Regions from separate parts of the Mus musculus genome. Here regions 1 and 3 are each linked to region 2. A link is a contact called in public ChIA-PET data. All regions are on one chromosome and are shown on one strand. Each heading gives the region's core, a stretch centred on a gene start, on an enhancer-like site or on the middle of the called end of the contact. The rest is flanking DNA. Distances are from core to core; before and after follow the strand shown. Region 1 holds the start of Rexo1 (REX1, RNA exonuclease 1). Region 2 overlaps Gng7 (guanine nucleotide binding protein (G protein), gamma 7). Region 3 overlaps Onecut3 (one cut domain, family member 3).

Region 1 (4,833 bases), core at 572-3,071, 420 kb after region 2:
AAATACCAGTTTCCAGGTAACCCAGGTTGGCCCTGAGTTCTCTGTGTAACTGAGAATGATCTGAGTCAATCTCTCACCTCTATTTCCACTGTACTGAGACTATAGGTGTGTTCCCACCTCTGTCTCCACTGTACTGAGACTATAGGTGTGTTCCCACCTCTGTCTCCACTGTACTGAGATTACAGGTGTGCTCCCACCTCGACCTCCACTGGACTGAGACTATAGGTGTACACCACCAGAATTGCTTTTGAGGCTGTGTAATAACCCAGGGCCTATGTCATATGTTCGTCATGCACCAGTGCTTATCCAGGTGACTTCTCTCTGTGAGAATTGTTAAATGCTGGTAGAATACCCTTCCAAAATTGCATGTGTTGGCTCAAGTCTGTAATCCTAGGATCCCAGAGGCTGAGGCAGATGGATTTTATAGATTTGAAAATGAGATGAGCCTGGAGTGCAGAAGGAGAATCTTTTAAAATAAACACCAAATAAATTGATTAAAAATTTAAAAAGCAGGCGGCCATGGTGACTCAGGCCTGTAATCTTAGCATTTAGGAAAACTGTCAGAAGTCCAAGATCAGTCTAGGCTACAGTGCCAGACCCTGTCCAGACAAACAGAAAGAGGGGTTCTGGGGATGTTGCTCAGTGACTGGAGTAACTGTCTAGCAAGCACAAGGCTTTGCGTTTCATCTCCAGCACTGTGTAATGGGCAAGTCCATCCAGTCTGTGTTACATGAGACCTTACCTCAATCAAAAGCAAAACAGAAAAGCGGTTGGGGAGAGGGCTCAGTGGGTTAGAAAGCTGTGCACAGGTCTCAGGACCTGAGTTCTAATCCCCAGCACCCATTTAAAGCTGGGTATGACCAGGTGAGTGCCACCCTAGGCTTTGGGGTGGAGGCAAGCAGATGCTGGGAGCTTGCTAGCCAGCCTGCCCAGCTGAAGTACTTCAGTGAAGAAGCCTGTCTTAAAGGAAAGAAAATGGAAGACTAAACAAAGGGGTGGGAAGCTGTATGCTCCTCTAACCTCTGCATGCGGGTGCACAGTGTCGCCTCCCTCCAAACACCCCAGAACAAAGCAAAAACAAAAAAACAAAAAAACAAAAAAAAAAAAATCAAATATATTTCCAGAGTGTAGCTTAGTTGGAGTGCCCTTGTCTAGTGTATGTATCTAGGCACGGCAAAAAGAAAAAAGAAATGCCCCACTGATACCCCTCGTGGTTAGGTGACTATTTGAGCATCAATTAGGTAGGTTTCTCAGGATAGGCACCTCAGCCAATTAAGACCCTGGCTAGAGAGTTGGCTCAGTGGTGAAGAGCACTTACAGCAATTGGAGACTTGGGTTCGGTTCCCAGTACTCACATGACCGTTCATAACCATGAGTAGCTCCAATTTCTGGGTATCCAAAGCCCTTTTCTGACTTCAGCGAGAATCAGAAACACTCATGTTGCACATACATAGAATTAGAAAGTAAATCCTAAATCAAACAAAAACCCTGGCCGTGAAGCTCTCCTCGTCCTCCGGGGGGCGCACGACGGCCTTATATAGCCAAAGATTACAGCGGAGACTCGCGGTGCATTTCCAGCCAGGCGCACTCTGGACAGCCCAGGCTTCTCAGGGGCTTGAGGCTCAAGATTGCGAAGCTGCACCCGCGAAAGTCCGGTGCCGGAAGGTTCTCAGGACCAGAAGCATATAATCACGCGTTCTTTAAAGCTTCTCTTGTCCTAAGCTTCGGGTCTTCCGACGGCTACAGTTCCGCGGGAGACGACATTGTAAGCAGGCGCACTTCAGTCAGCCCTTCCCGGCGTCCCTAGCGACAGCGTCCCGGGGGCCTCTGGGGGCCTCGGGGCAAGATGGCGGCGTCGGCGGGGTCCGAAAAGCGCGAGCGGAAGCCTCCGGGGCGAGTGTGAGGAGGGGTCCCGGGGTCCCGGGTATCTCCGGGCCGGGGCCCCGCTGCGGAACGGACCATGCTACGTTCTACCGGCTTCTTCCGCTCCATCGACTGCCCATACTGGGCGGGAGCTCCCGGGGGGCCTTGCCGGCGGCCCTACTGCCACTTCCGGCACCGCGGAGCTCGGGGTCCCGGCGCTCCCGGTAGCGGCGGCGCAGCATCTCCTGCATCAGGTAAAGCCCATAGGACCGCCCTGGGTCCCACAGCCCGCCCGTGCTACATGTTTCCCTTGCTCAGCCAGACCGCGCACTGTCAGATTGCTGTCCCTCTCCTAGCTGCCATCGCGATGCTGTGCAAATGTCTAGACCTCTCTGGTCATTAAAGCATAAAGACGGTCACGACGGAGCGAGAGACCGTGCATCCCCGTCCCCAAGCTAGGGGACTTGGTGCAACTCCTCCGGTTCTTATTCTGTCCACCTTGTTCCGAACGATATATCATTCCCTCCCGTCACCACGCACGCCACCCTGTGCGCTTGTGGCATACCTTGTTTACGAACGCGACAGTTTCCTGGGATGAGTCCCCCCCCCCCCCCCACTGTCTCCAGTAGTTGGATGCACAAGGCCATAGGGGCACCTGCTGTTTGTCGAGCGGAAAACCCCCTTGCCTTGAACGGGTGTGGACTTTGAGCTTGGCAGGGAGCATGTCGCAATTAGTGTGATGACATTTTGAAGAAGGCCTCAGGGATCAGGCAGTGTGTAGGAAGTATTGTATTAGAGAAAAGACATTAAGGTTTTGTTATTTGTCTTTTGTTTGTTTTTACTGTTGTAGGCCAGGCTAGTTTTGGACCCAGGACCCTGAAGCTGCAACCTCCTAGGTTCTGGGATGGCCCTAACCGGACCCTTAGGATTCCAATTGCATTTAAAGAAGACATTGGAGAGCCTAGAGAGATGGCTCCGATTTAAGAGCACTTTCTGTTTTGGGCTGGGCCTGCTGCGTGCACACTTTTAGTCCCGTTTCTCTAGAGGCATTGCCGGGTGGACCTCTGAGTTTGAGTCCAGCCTGGTCTATATAGGAAGCCTTGTTCCAGAAATCCATAGCCAGTGAGTCCCTGTCTGAGGGGTGGGGGCCACGCTTGCTACTGTTGCAGAGGCCCTGGATTGGGTTACCAGCAGCCACATGGCTGGTTTGTAAACCCAGTTCCAAGGCACCAGCCATGTGTGGTGCAAATGCAATCACCCAGGCAAACTCTCATGTGGATGAAATTAAAAACAAAAACCTTTAAAAAGTGGCATGGCACCCAGGTATGGTGGTGCATGCCTTTAATTTCAGCATTTAGGAGGTAGAGGCAGGTGAATCTCTTTGAGTTTAAGGCCAGCCTGGGTTACATATGTGGTCATCTCTAAAAGAGAGACAGGGCATTGTTGACTAGAGTACCGTTTAGTCCCCTCTGGTGGCCTCTGTTCCTTAGAAATGGCTTGGTGAACTTCACCACTGACTCCACCCCCAGGTCCCAGGTTTATTTTAGACCACTCTCTCTCAAGCTGTTGTCTTTTATTTAAATAATGGTATATATATATGTGTGTGTGTGTGTGTATATATATATATACATATATATATATATCGAGCATTTAAATGGATAGATAGGTTCACTGTGTAGCCCAGGCTGGCCTCGAACTTGAGGTGATCTTCCTGCCTCTGCCCTCTGAGAGTTTGAGGGCCAGGCATGACCTGCCACATCTCTTGTTGTTGGGTCCCCATCCTCACACATACATTGGCCTAGGACACCTGCACTGCAAGTGGCCCTTTGACAACTCTGTGTGTGGTGGTCAGGCTCCACACCTGGCCGCCATTGTCCTTGCCGGGTCAGCCGGGGACTCAGCCCAGGTGCTTGGGAAGAGGAGGGGCATAGCTTGGCAGATTTCACTGCAGGGTGGGCCCTGAGTGCCTGGCATAGGCGACCTCTCAGGCTGCAGTGCCCAGCTTGGTGACATGCAGTGCCTTTCGTTTCCTATAGACTTATGCCTGTATGGGTGTCCAACTCGGTGTGTCTGCAGAGGCCAGAGGGGGACATTGGATTCCTAGGTCTGAATTTCCAAGTAGTTGTATGCCTTCAGCCATTAGTGTTACGGATGGAGTTCTGACCGTGGCAAAAGCAACCAGTGCTCTTAACCCCTGAGCCATCTCTTTCACCCTTTTGTTGTTTTGTGGGATTTTGTTTTGTTTTTTGAGACAGGGTCTCTGTGTACCCCTGACTGTCCTGGACTCACTCTGTAGACCAGGCTGGCCTTGAACTCACAGAGATCCTCCTGCCTCTGTCTCCAGAGCACTAGGATCAGTGGTGTGCACCCCCACCACTAAGTTGACATCCTGGCTTTTAAAGTTTACTTCCTTTTTGTGGATTGGGGATGGAAGCTGTCTTCTGCTGTGCCCAGTGCTGGACCCAATACTGTGCCATCCCAGTGCTGTACCCGGTACTGTGCCATCCCTGAACAGTGTTGTACCTGGTACTGTGCCATCCCTGAGCAGTGCTGTACCTGGTACTGTGCCATCCCTGAGCAGTGCTGTACCTGGTACTGTGCCATCCCTGAGCAGTGCTGTACCTGGTACTGTGCCATCCCTGAGCAGTGCTGTACCTGGTACTGTGCCATCCCTGAGCAGTGCTGTCCCCGGTACTGTGCCATCCCTGAGCAGTGCTTGGTCCTCACCTTTCCTCTCACGTTGTTCTTCCTGTGCTGTCTTGCGCCACAGCTGGTTACTTGGTTCCCCAGAAGGTCATGTTTGGGGTCTGGTGCTTCTCTGTGTGTCTGACAGTCCTCAGGGAATGGTGCTCCGTTCCTCGTGGCATCTCCTGGTGTCCTAGACATGATGTCCAGTCCTGCTCTTCCTGCTCTGGGGATTCTTCTGTCCTCTCCTCAGTGCTCCTCTGAGGAGGCCTGGGCCTGGGCTGC
Region 2 (4,902 bases), core at 1,351-3,850:
ATGGCCACCAGGGGGCAGCACACGCCACCCCTGGCCTTGCTCCCGCCGGGTCCCTGCAGCCTGAGTCCCACAGTCTAGACGCTGGCTGGGCGGAATTCCTCTCCCCTGAAGTCAGCCTTGTCATCCCTCCCCAGCCTGCTGTCTGGCCATGCATTGGCTCAGGAGGTCTGGGGAGCCCTTGGGGAGACTTCAGGTCAGGGGAGCCCCACCTTCTGCAAGTTCCTGTGTGACAGGAGGACCAAGATGTCCCTGTATGGGGGGGACTAGGCTAGGTGGACTCTCAGGCTCCCTCACCGGCCACAGGATTGGGGACAGGCTGAGTTTCTGTCCTGACTTCAGTTTTACTGTTTAGAAGCAGGTGTTTGTGGAAGCCCTAGCCAGACAGAAACCAAGCCTGAGAGACAAATCTCACAACTACCTTGGGGCCTGGCCCGTGCAAACAGGAAAAGGTTTGATGGGGCTGTAGTGTGGCTTCATAGTGACTGCTGCCAGTGAGGGAGGCTCTGGGTTCCAACCACAGTGCCTTGAAATCCAAAACAATGAAAGAAAGGGAAAGGGGCACTTCCTACAGGGCCCTGGAGATAAATAGGGACATTGCATTAGGTAGGAAAGCCCACTACTGCTGACCATGCCCCCAGCCCTCTTTTTACTTTATATTTTTTAAAGACTCATTTATTTATGTATATGAGACTCTTGTTTGCACGTATGCCTGCATGGCAGAAGAGGGCATCAGATACCCTTCTAGATAGTTGTGAGCCACCATGTGCTTGCAGAAACTGAACATAGGACAACTAATTAACCACTGAGCCATCTCTCCAGCCCTCTTTACTTTTTGAGACAGTCTTGTCTTGTCTCTTTCCTTTCCTTTCCTTTCCTTTCCTTTCCTTTCCTTTTCTTTCCTTTTCTTTTCTTTTCTTTCTTTTTTGAGACAAGGTTTCTCTGTGTAGCCCTGTCTATCCTGGAACTCTCTTCTGTAGACCAGGCTGCCCTGGAACTCACAGAGTTCCACCTGACTCTTCCTCCTGAGTGCTGAGACTAAAGGTGTGTGAAGTCTTACTCTGTAGCTCTCTGGGAACTTGGGTGTCCTGATCCCTCAGTCTTCAGAGAGCTTGGGTAGACATACATGCCTTCCCTGTGCACCACACCCTAAGGACCTGAGAGTCAAAGCAGTCATATGTGAGAGACTCTAGTCCCCGAGCCTGAGCCCCAGTCTCCTTCTGTTCTGACCCCTGACAGGGAGGTACAGGGCAGACACAGCCCAGGTTACAGAGGCAGCTGGACTCCGATGTGGCCCTTGGCCAGGTGGGGCAGAGGGAAGTGCTCACCGGTGCTGTCTCCAAAGCTGATAGTGTCCTAAGGAGGCCTTGGCAGGCTCCCAAAGCTTCATGGGAACACTGCAAGGTCAGAAATTCTTCACGGGATCACCCTACCTTCATGTTCTTTCTAGTCATGTTCTGTAAGAGCCGGGCGAGCAGATGCATACTTGTGATCTTAGCAATGAAAATACACAGGCAGGAGGATCAGGAGCTCATGGATAGCCTGGGCTACATGGGTCCATGAAGTAACATCAACAACAAAAACAACAACAATAGTAAATGTAATAAAATAACAGCAGACTTCAATAAGATACATTTCCCTTAGTGGTGCAGGGGTCCTCTTGGTCTATCCCAAGACTCTCTGCCTGGCCTTGGGAGGGTAGGGGTCATGGGAGGCTCAACCCAGCCTGTGTGCTCACACAGAGATTCACAACAGGCAAACGTGGGGAAGGCCTGGGCACAGGCACAGGGTGCGCATCATGCAGTATTATGCAGCCATAAACAGGAGCGATGCTCTGATAACAGGACAATGTGGCAGGACCTTGGGAGACTCTGTGACAGGAAATATCCAGAACAGGAAAATTTGGAGACAGAAAGTGGATTGGTGGTTGCCAGGGTTTGTGGGACTGGATAGAGGCGGAGTGAATGCTACGAAGTTTTTTTTTTTTTTTTTTTTTTGGAGATGGGTATTCTAAGACTGGAGCTTGCACAAGGTTGGGAATGTACTTAATACCACTGGCTCGTGTGCCTACAAATGGTTCAGTTTATACTCTGCAAACTTAAACCAAAACCGAAACAAAAAAATTCACACGAAAGAAACTCTTCTGGGTTGCCCCCACCCCCTGCCCCAGGGTGGCACCTGAGATTACGAGCCTGGGCTGGCTGAGTCCCTGCAGGGACCCACTGCAGTCTGCAGGGACCCTGAGTCTCTGAACCTCCCTGGGGCGGCAGCGTCCAGCCCTGCGGGTGTCCCTTGTCCCATAGGTAGCGTGGGGACAGGTGCACCTGCTCGGACACGTAAACCAGCTGCTGCTGGATTAAGCAACTGCGTCACGCAGGGGGAGAGTAACAGGTCGCTCCGGGGCTGTCCGGTCCCGGGTGCGTGAGCACTGGGAAGCCTCGCCGTGGCCCCAGATGCCGGATCTGGCGGGGAAGAGCGGAGTGGGGGAGGGGGTCACCTGACCCGGCTGGGGTGCGGATGGGAATCGCTGCTGAGTCACTGGGGACTCCGGGTTTTTCCCGGCTCAGGCTCCACCTCCGGGCATCCGAGAACCTATTTGCCCTTTTCCAGATTTCATAACCGAAGCCTCCTGCCAGGTGCTTGTCACCGGTGGCAGCGAGAAGGCTCCGCCATCCTATTCTGTTCTCCATTGCCCCCGCACCCCAGAGCCAGTACCCACCACCTCTCCCCAAATGACAGTAGCCCCGTGCCGCAGCTCCTAGAGCCTGGGGCTGCACCAAGCCCCTTCATGCTGGGCCTGGGGGCCCTTGCTCTAACAGCTTGTGGCTGACATTTAAAGGGAAGAAGTGACAGTGACAGTAGCCGGACGTGGGGTCCACCCGCGCAGCCCACGTGCCCTGTCACCCTCCTGGTAATGCTCCCTCTCAGCGCTTGAGCGAGCAGTAGCCTTGCTTGCAGAGTACCTGAGTTCAGTTGCCAGCACGCAGGTCAGGGGTTGGGGACCGAGAACTTCCTATGGTCCCTAACAGATGTATGCCTCCAGCTGGGACATACCCCCACAAGACCCCACAGTCCAAGGAATACGGTCCTACCCCATGACTCTGCAGCCACACTTGCTGCATGTGTGTGTGTGGTGGGTGTCTGGATGGTAGTGTATGGGCTAACCTAAGTCTGGGGGAGGTGTGTGGGTGGGCTAACCTAAATACTCTCAGAGCAGTCTCCATCTTTGCCCTTAGAAACAAAGTCATCACAGAAGCAAGTCACTGCTTCTTCCTTTAGTTTTAAGTGACTTTGTTTTATTTTTATTTTTTAGTTTTTTTGTAACAGTGTGTCATGTAACCCAGACTGGCTACTAAAGTCACTGAGTATCTGATGAATGAACCTGAGCTTCTAATCCTCCAGCCTCTACCTCCTGAATGCTGGGATGACAGGTGTGTGTGTGTGTGTGTGTGTGTGTGTATGTGCGCACACTCGCGCGCGCGTGTGCCATACCCAACTGCCTCGTCATATTTCCTAAGAACTTCAGTAAATATATTTCCTTAGGATTTTTGTTATTGATTTGTTGAGATTTTTACATATGACAGGCATATGACACTGTGGTTGATGGTTTTCTTCTAGCTTTTTACTGGTCTCGCTCCTTCTACCATCTGAGCCCCTCCTGTTTGAAGCCGGGGATATAAGGTTCCCCTTCATTGCTTCTTTAGGTGAAAATCTTTAGCGAGGAGTTGAGGGAGAGAGACAAACTCAGGGTCATAGCTGTGGTTCTGCGTAATTTCTCCCTGGAAAATAATAACTTTTGTGAGAAGTGGAAACAGGGACAGGCCCCTGAGGTCAGCGCCTGACGGAAAGGCAGCTGTGCTTCTGTGAGTCATCTTCTAACTTCCACAAGTGCACACACATGTACACGTGCACACACACACAACTATACACATACAATAACACACACGCATGTACATATACTCACACATATAAACATGCATGCACTCTTGAGTGTGTGCACAAAAGGTATGGATACACATTTGCACAAACACGTGCACACATGCATTCACGCACGCGTGTGTGCGCGCACACACACATTTTTTGAGATGGTGTCACATATATTCCTAACTGGCTTACAATTTGTGGTGATCCTCTTGCCTCTGCTTCTCTAAGTGCTGGAATTAGCCATCACACCTGGCTGATTTAAAAGAAAAAAGTCCAAACTTCTGCAAACACTAAAGCAAGGAAGGACACAGTGGGAAATCCTCAGAGCAGCTCGGGGTCAGACAGGAGTTGTGACTTTTTAAAGTGACACAGAGGTCAAGTTGGCTACCCCAGTGGTCCTCAGAGATGCTGAAGCTTCCTGTACCCGGGCAGGTCCCCAATCCTGCATCCTGCCGTGCAGCAGGATGGGGGAAGGTTGGTTTTTATCCTCCCTTTGCCTTGGCATTGAGTGCAGAGGTGAGCTACACTTTGAGAAGCTTCCTGTCTGTTCTCAGGACCTGTGTGGTTGCTAGGTGACCGAAGGCGTCAGAGTTCCTTGTGATCTCACTCAGCTCAGAAAAAGTAGAGATCGATGTCCAGAAACAATAAGAATCAGTGCTCCACAAATGGGTCGCCTCTGTTCATGTGTGCAAGTGTGGATGGAAGAACGGATATGTGGATGGATGGATGGGTGGGTGGATGGATGGATGATGGGTGGGTGGATGGGTGATGGGTGGGTGGATGGATAAATGGATGAATAGATATGTGGGTAGGTGGATGGATGGATGGATGGGTGGATGCACTGGTAGATGCACAGACACACAGATGGATGGCAAGACAGGTGGATGGGTGGATGTATAGTTGGATTCATGAGTGCATGTCCAGGTCAGAGGACACTTGGCATAGGTTTCAGGAATCAACTTTAGGTCTTCAGATTCCTTT
Region 3 (4,626 bases), core at 1,911-4,410, 480 kb after region 2:
ACAAAACAAAACAGCATTGACCTTTGACCTCCATAGGTGCACCATGGCATGTGCGCACACACACACACACACACACACACACACACATGCATCATACATACACACAGCAACAACAACAAATAAAAAATGTAAGTACATAGATATGATGGTTAAAGATAATTGTCAGCCTGACAAAGTGTAGAATCACCCAGGAGACCAGGGTCTGTGTTTGTCTGCCGGGGAATTACTTGATTATTTTCATTGAAGTGGGAAAACATGCCCACTGTGCGTGGCAGCATTCCCTAGGCTGGCATCCTGCCTACTGTGGGTGGCACTGTTTTCTAGGCTGGTATCCCTGGAGTGAGTGCCCTAGCATGCATGTTTTCACTGTCTCTTCTAACTTTAGACAGAGTGTGAGCATCTTCCCCAGCTGCTAAAACCTCCTCTTCCCCAAAGCAATGAACCTGGAACTATTAGCCAAGCAAACCCTTGTTCCCTTGAGTTGGCTTTTCTTGAAGTATTTTATCACAGTGATAGGGAAGGAAGGAAGAATCAGGACTGAAGCACATGGGTTTCATGTGGATGAATGGAAATGGGCAGACACGTCTTTGTGACGTTTCAGAACCCTGAGAATAAATAAAAATTTCCTAAAGCTTCCAAAAAGGAAAGGCAGATGCCATGGGAAAGATCCAGAGAAGCTTTCAGGGGGTCAGAAACCAGAAAACAAAAACTCCAAGGGCAGATGGGGCTGGAGGCGGCTCCGTACTTAGGAACATTTGCTGCCGGTGCAAGGAACCAACGTCTAGGTCCCAGAAGACTGGGCAGCTAACCTGTAACTGCAGCTCACAGGACTCTATGCTCTCTTCTAGCCTTTGTGGGAACTGGTATGTACAGAGACACACTCATATACGTAATCAAAAGTAAAATAGCCGGGTGGGAGTGGTGCATGTCTCTAGTCCCAGCCCTTGGGAGGCAGAGGCAGAGGGATCTGAGTTCCTGGTCTATAGTGTGAGTTCCAGGACAGCCAGGGCTGCTGCTCAAGCAAACAAACAAAACCAAATAAATTAATTAATTAAAAAAGAAACAGGGGCCTAGAGAGATGGCTCAGCGGGTAAGAGCACTGACTGCTCTTCCGAAGGTCCTGAGTTCAATTCCCAGCAACCTCATGGTGGCTCACAACCATCTGTAATGGGGTCTGATGCCCTCTTCTGGTGTGTCTGAAGAGAATGACAGTGTACTCACATACATTAAACAAACAAATAAAATAAAAGAAAGAAAGAAAGAAAGAAAGAAAGAAAGAAAGAAAGAAAGAAAGGAAGGAAGAAAGAAAGGAAGGAAGAAACAAGGAAAATGTATATTCCACCAGAATATTTCGCCAACTATCTTGATATTAAGCACAAAACTGGGATGAAGGTACAGTGGGAGTGATGTGTAGTGGTCACACCTTTCATTCTAGCACAGAGACAGGGGATCTCTGTGAGTTCAATCCCAGCCTGGTATACATAGCAAGTTTCAGGCCAGCCAGGGCTGCATAGAGAGCCTGTTTAAACAAACAAACACAGCCGGGCCTGGTGGCGCACGCCTTTAATCCCAGCACTAGGGAGGCAGAGTTGGCTATACAGAGAAACCCTGTCTCGAAAAACCAAAAAAAAAAAAAAAAAAAGAAAAAGAAAACAAACAAACAAACAAACACAGAGAGCCAAGGACTGCAAGAGTGGATGATATTTCACAGATCTCTCTTCCTTCCTTCCTTCCTTCCTTCCTTCCTTCCTTCCTTCCTTCCTTCCTCTCTCTCTCTCTCTTTCTCTCTCTGTCTCTCTCTCTCTTAGTCTCTCTCTGTGTCTCTGTCTCTCTCTCTCTCTTGGTCTCTGTCTCTCTGTCTCAGTCTCTCTGTTTCTGTCTCTCTGTCACTGTCTCTCTGTATCTCTCTCTCGGTCTCTGTCTGTCTCTGTCTCTCTTTCTGTCTCTCTCTTTCCCCCATCCCCCTTCAGGGCTTACATTAAGTGTAGGATAAGTGAAAAATGCCAGAACAGAAGAGAACCTGGGAGTTGCTCTGTAGGAGAGGGTTCCCTCTGGAACTGCTGCGGTACCAGCCTGGAACGGAAAGCTCCAGGGTAAGTCCTGAGAGCTCACTGCCTCATGAATGCCTCCCTTACACAAGCCTCAATGAGTTGGTTTTGCCTCCCGCTTGGGCAGTGAAATTGCTCGAGTGGCTTAAGGATCTGCAGAGTTGCACAAAAGAGGAAATGGAATCCTTACAGTCTCTGTGGCTGCGTCATGGATTCGACACGCATGGCCAAACCACGAGCATCCCATGGCAAAAGGTGGATCTCTCAGCAGATGGGCAAGCTGGTTGGGGGCGGGTGGGGTTTAGAGATGAAGGATGTCACAAAGGCTGGGAGAAAGCTGTCAGTAAAGACCTCAGATAAGCAGGAGGGCCCGAGTTTGAATCCTCCAAACCCACGAGAGTCTGCTGTTGAGGTGAGCTTCTGAAATCCTAGCGCTGAGGACTGGGAGACAGGCAGATCCCAAGACAACCCTGCCTGGCCCTAATCGGTGAGACGCAGGTCTCCTGAGAGACTCTACTCAAAGGAAAAAAAAAAAGAAAAAAAAGAAAAAGGTGGATCAGGGCAAGAGGGACACTCAGCTCAGCGGTTACAGCACTGTCTGTGAGCACAGAGGATCCAGGTTTGTTCCCAGCACCCACCAGGGGCCTCACAGTCATCTGTAAGTCGAGCTTCAAGGGGATCCCACGTCCTCTCTGACCTCTGAGGTTGCCACGTGGTGCACAGACAGACATGCAGCCACAACATTCAAATGCATAAAGTAAAACTAAACAAATTTCCAAACAAATAGTGTGAGAGGAATTGAGAACCTCTGACGTCACCCGTGCACGTGTGAACACACAGACTGGGATCTGAGGCACGGGCGGCAGCGGGACCCGTTTTGGTTGCTGGAATAAAATACCGAGGTGAAGAGAGCTAGGGGGAAAGGGTTCATGACAACTCGGCTCGCAAGCTTGCTTGTGACTACCCAGCTTGCACTCTTGCTTGAACTCAGCTGACTTTTCCCCACTCTTTCTTTTTACATTTTAGTTTTGTTTTTAGTTGAGAGTGGGGCAGTGTCTTGCGTGTGTACGTGCAGTACTTTCTCAGGCCAGAAGGGGGAGGCAGATCACAGGAGCTGGAGTCACAGGTGGCTGTGAGCTGCAGTTGCTGGGAGCTGTGGCTGCCCTTAACTACTGAGCTGTCTACACAGCCCCCTCCCATGCCTTCTCTATTCACACAGTTCAGGACCCAAATCCAGGGACAATGTACCAGTCTTCTTCCCACCCAAGGTAACACAACAGAGAACCCCTTGGCCAGTTATGATAGTGCATGACTTTAATCCCAGCATTCGGGAGGCAAAAGCAGGTGGATCTCTTTAAGTTGACCAACCCAGTCTACAGATCGAGTTCTAGGATAGCTAGGGCCGCATAATAGAGAGACCCCGACTCAAACAATAACAGAGCACAAAGGTGATCCCACACAGACAGGCCCACATCCACCTACGCTACAGTCCCTCACTGAGACGCCATTCCCTGGTAGTCCTTGGTTGCCTCAAGTGGACAATGAAAATTGACTGTTGCCCAGCCAACCTGCATGGTAAGACCCTGGCTTCCATCCTAAACCCTACAAATATGCACCTATATTTGGCAAAGGCTGGCAGGTAGATGGTGCTCCATGCTGGCGGATGGACACTAACAGAAACAAAGGGAGATGGTCTTCCCTGAGGTTCTTAGGAGTGTGGTGGCAGATACTCATCCTGGGATGAGGATCCAACTAGAAGAAGAAATCACCCATCTATCTATCTATCCACCCATCTACCCATCCACCCATTCACCCACCACCCACAATCCACCCACCCATCCATCTACCTACCTACCTACCCACCCATCCACTCATCTATCCATCCACCCATCCATCCACCCACCCATCCACTCATCTATCCATCTACCCACCCACCCACCCATCCACTCATCTATCCATCTACCCACCCACCCACCCACCCATCCACCCACCCACCCATCCACTCATCTATCCATCTACCCACCCACCCACCCACCCATCCACTCATCTATCCATCCACCCATCCATCCACCCACCCACCCATCCATCCACACATCCCATCCACCCATCTACCTATGGTACCACCTAGCAGTCTACTACTAGACTGTTAGAAGGGGACAGAAATACAGATTCTCAGAACACACAAGATTTTCTTGTCAAGAGCTTTCTATGGATTTGTTATTCTGTCCTTATGATAAAATATTCCTTTTATTCACACAGAGACAGTAAATCATTTGTCTAGAGAGGGCCAGCCAGAGACAAACCATTGACAGGCCAGACCTGGGTGGATCTTCTTGGAGTCTCTAAAGGGGAACCCCAAACCCAGGGTAGGGGAGAGGCCAGCCACAGAATAAGTCTGGAAAGAAACAAAAAGTCCCTTTTGGGTGGATGGTTCATGAAACCACTGCCTGCTCCCTGTCTTCCGTCTAGTGACACAGCCCTGGCTCCAGGCTGAACTGCTGTCTGAACCCATGGTCCCCCCACTCCCCATTTCCCGCTGCCCAAGAGAAGGATTCTGGAAGATGAGGCTACAGGGACC

Evidence for each region. ChIA-PET counts read pairs in DNA pulled down with a chosen protein or histone mark.
Region 1: a contact with region 2 is called in an RNA polymerase II ChIA-PET map of memory CD8 T cells, with 25 read pairs. The contact joins the promoter of Rexo1 here to the enhancer-like site in region 2. A contact is called at or near these places in 4 of 484 Hi-C or Micro-C datasets (the N1E-115 cell line, cortical neurons and embryonic stem cells) and 2 of 115 datasets of contacts at active chromatin or transcription factors (effector CD8 T cells and memory CD8 T cells).
Region 3: an RNA polymerase II ChIA-PET map of memory CD8 T cells shows a contact between it and region 2, with 9 read pairs. The contact joins two enhancer-like sites.

Annotation. Positions count from the first base shown.
Region 1 is chr10:80,558,548-80,563,380 of GRCm38.p6, reverse strand. It overlaps Rexo1 (REX1, RNA exonuclease 1), which reads left to right and starts at 1,821. Exons shown (of 15, transcript NM_025852.3): 1 at 1,821-2,117. The coding sequence starts at 1,961.
Region 2 is chr10:80,983,394-80,988,295 of GRCm38.p6, reverse strand. All of the region lies in intron 2 of Gng7 (guanine nucleotide binding protein (G protein), gamma 7), which reads left to right. Among named protein-coding and RNA genes, the nearest start is that of Gng7, 29 kb to the left of the region's middle. Within about 2 kb of position 2,600, at least 102 of the 459 cell types and tissues checked have an H3K27ac peak or open chromatin away from gene starts, as enhancers often do. A contact at or near this core is called in embryonic stem cells and memory CD8 T cells, where this site is marked.
Region 3 is chr10:80,508,070-80,512,695 of GRCm38.p6, reverse strand. All of the region lies in intron 1 of Onecut3 (one cut domain, family member 3), which reads right to left. Among named protein-coding and RNA genes, the nearest start is that of Onecut3, 15 kb to the right of the region's middle. Within about 2 kb of position 3,160, at least 65 of the 459 cell types and tissues checked have an H3K27ac peak or open chromatin away from gene starts, as enhancers often do. A contact at or near this core is called in memory CD8 T cells, where this site is marked.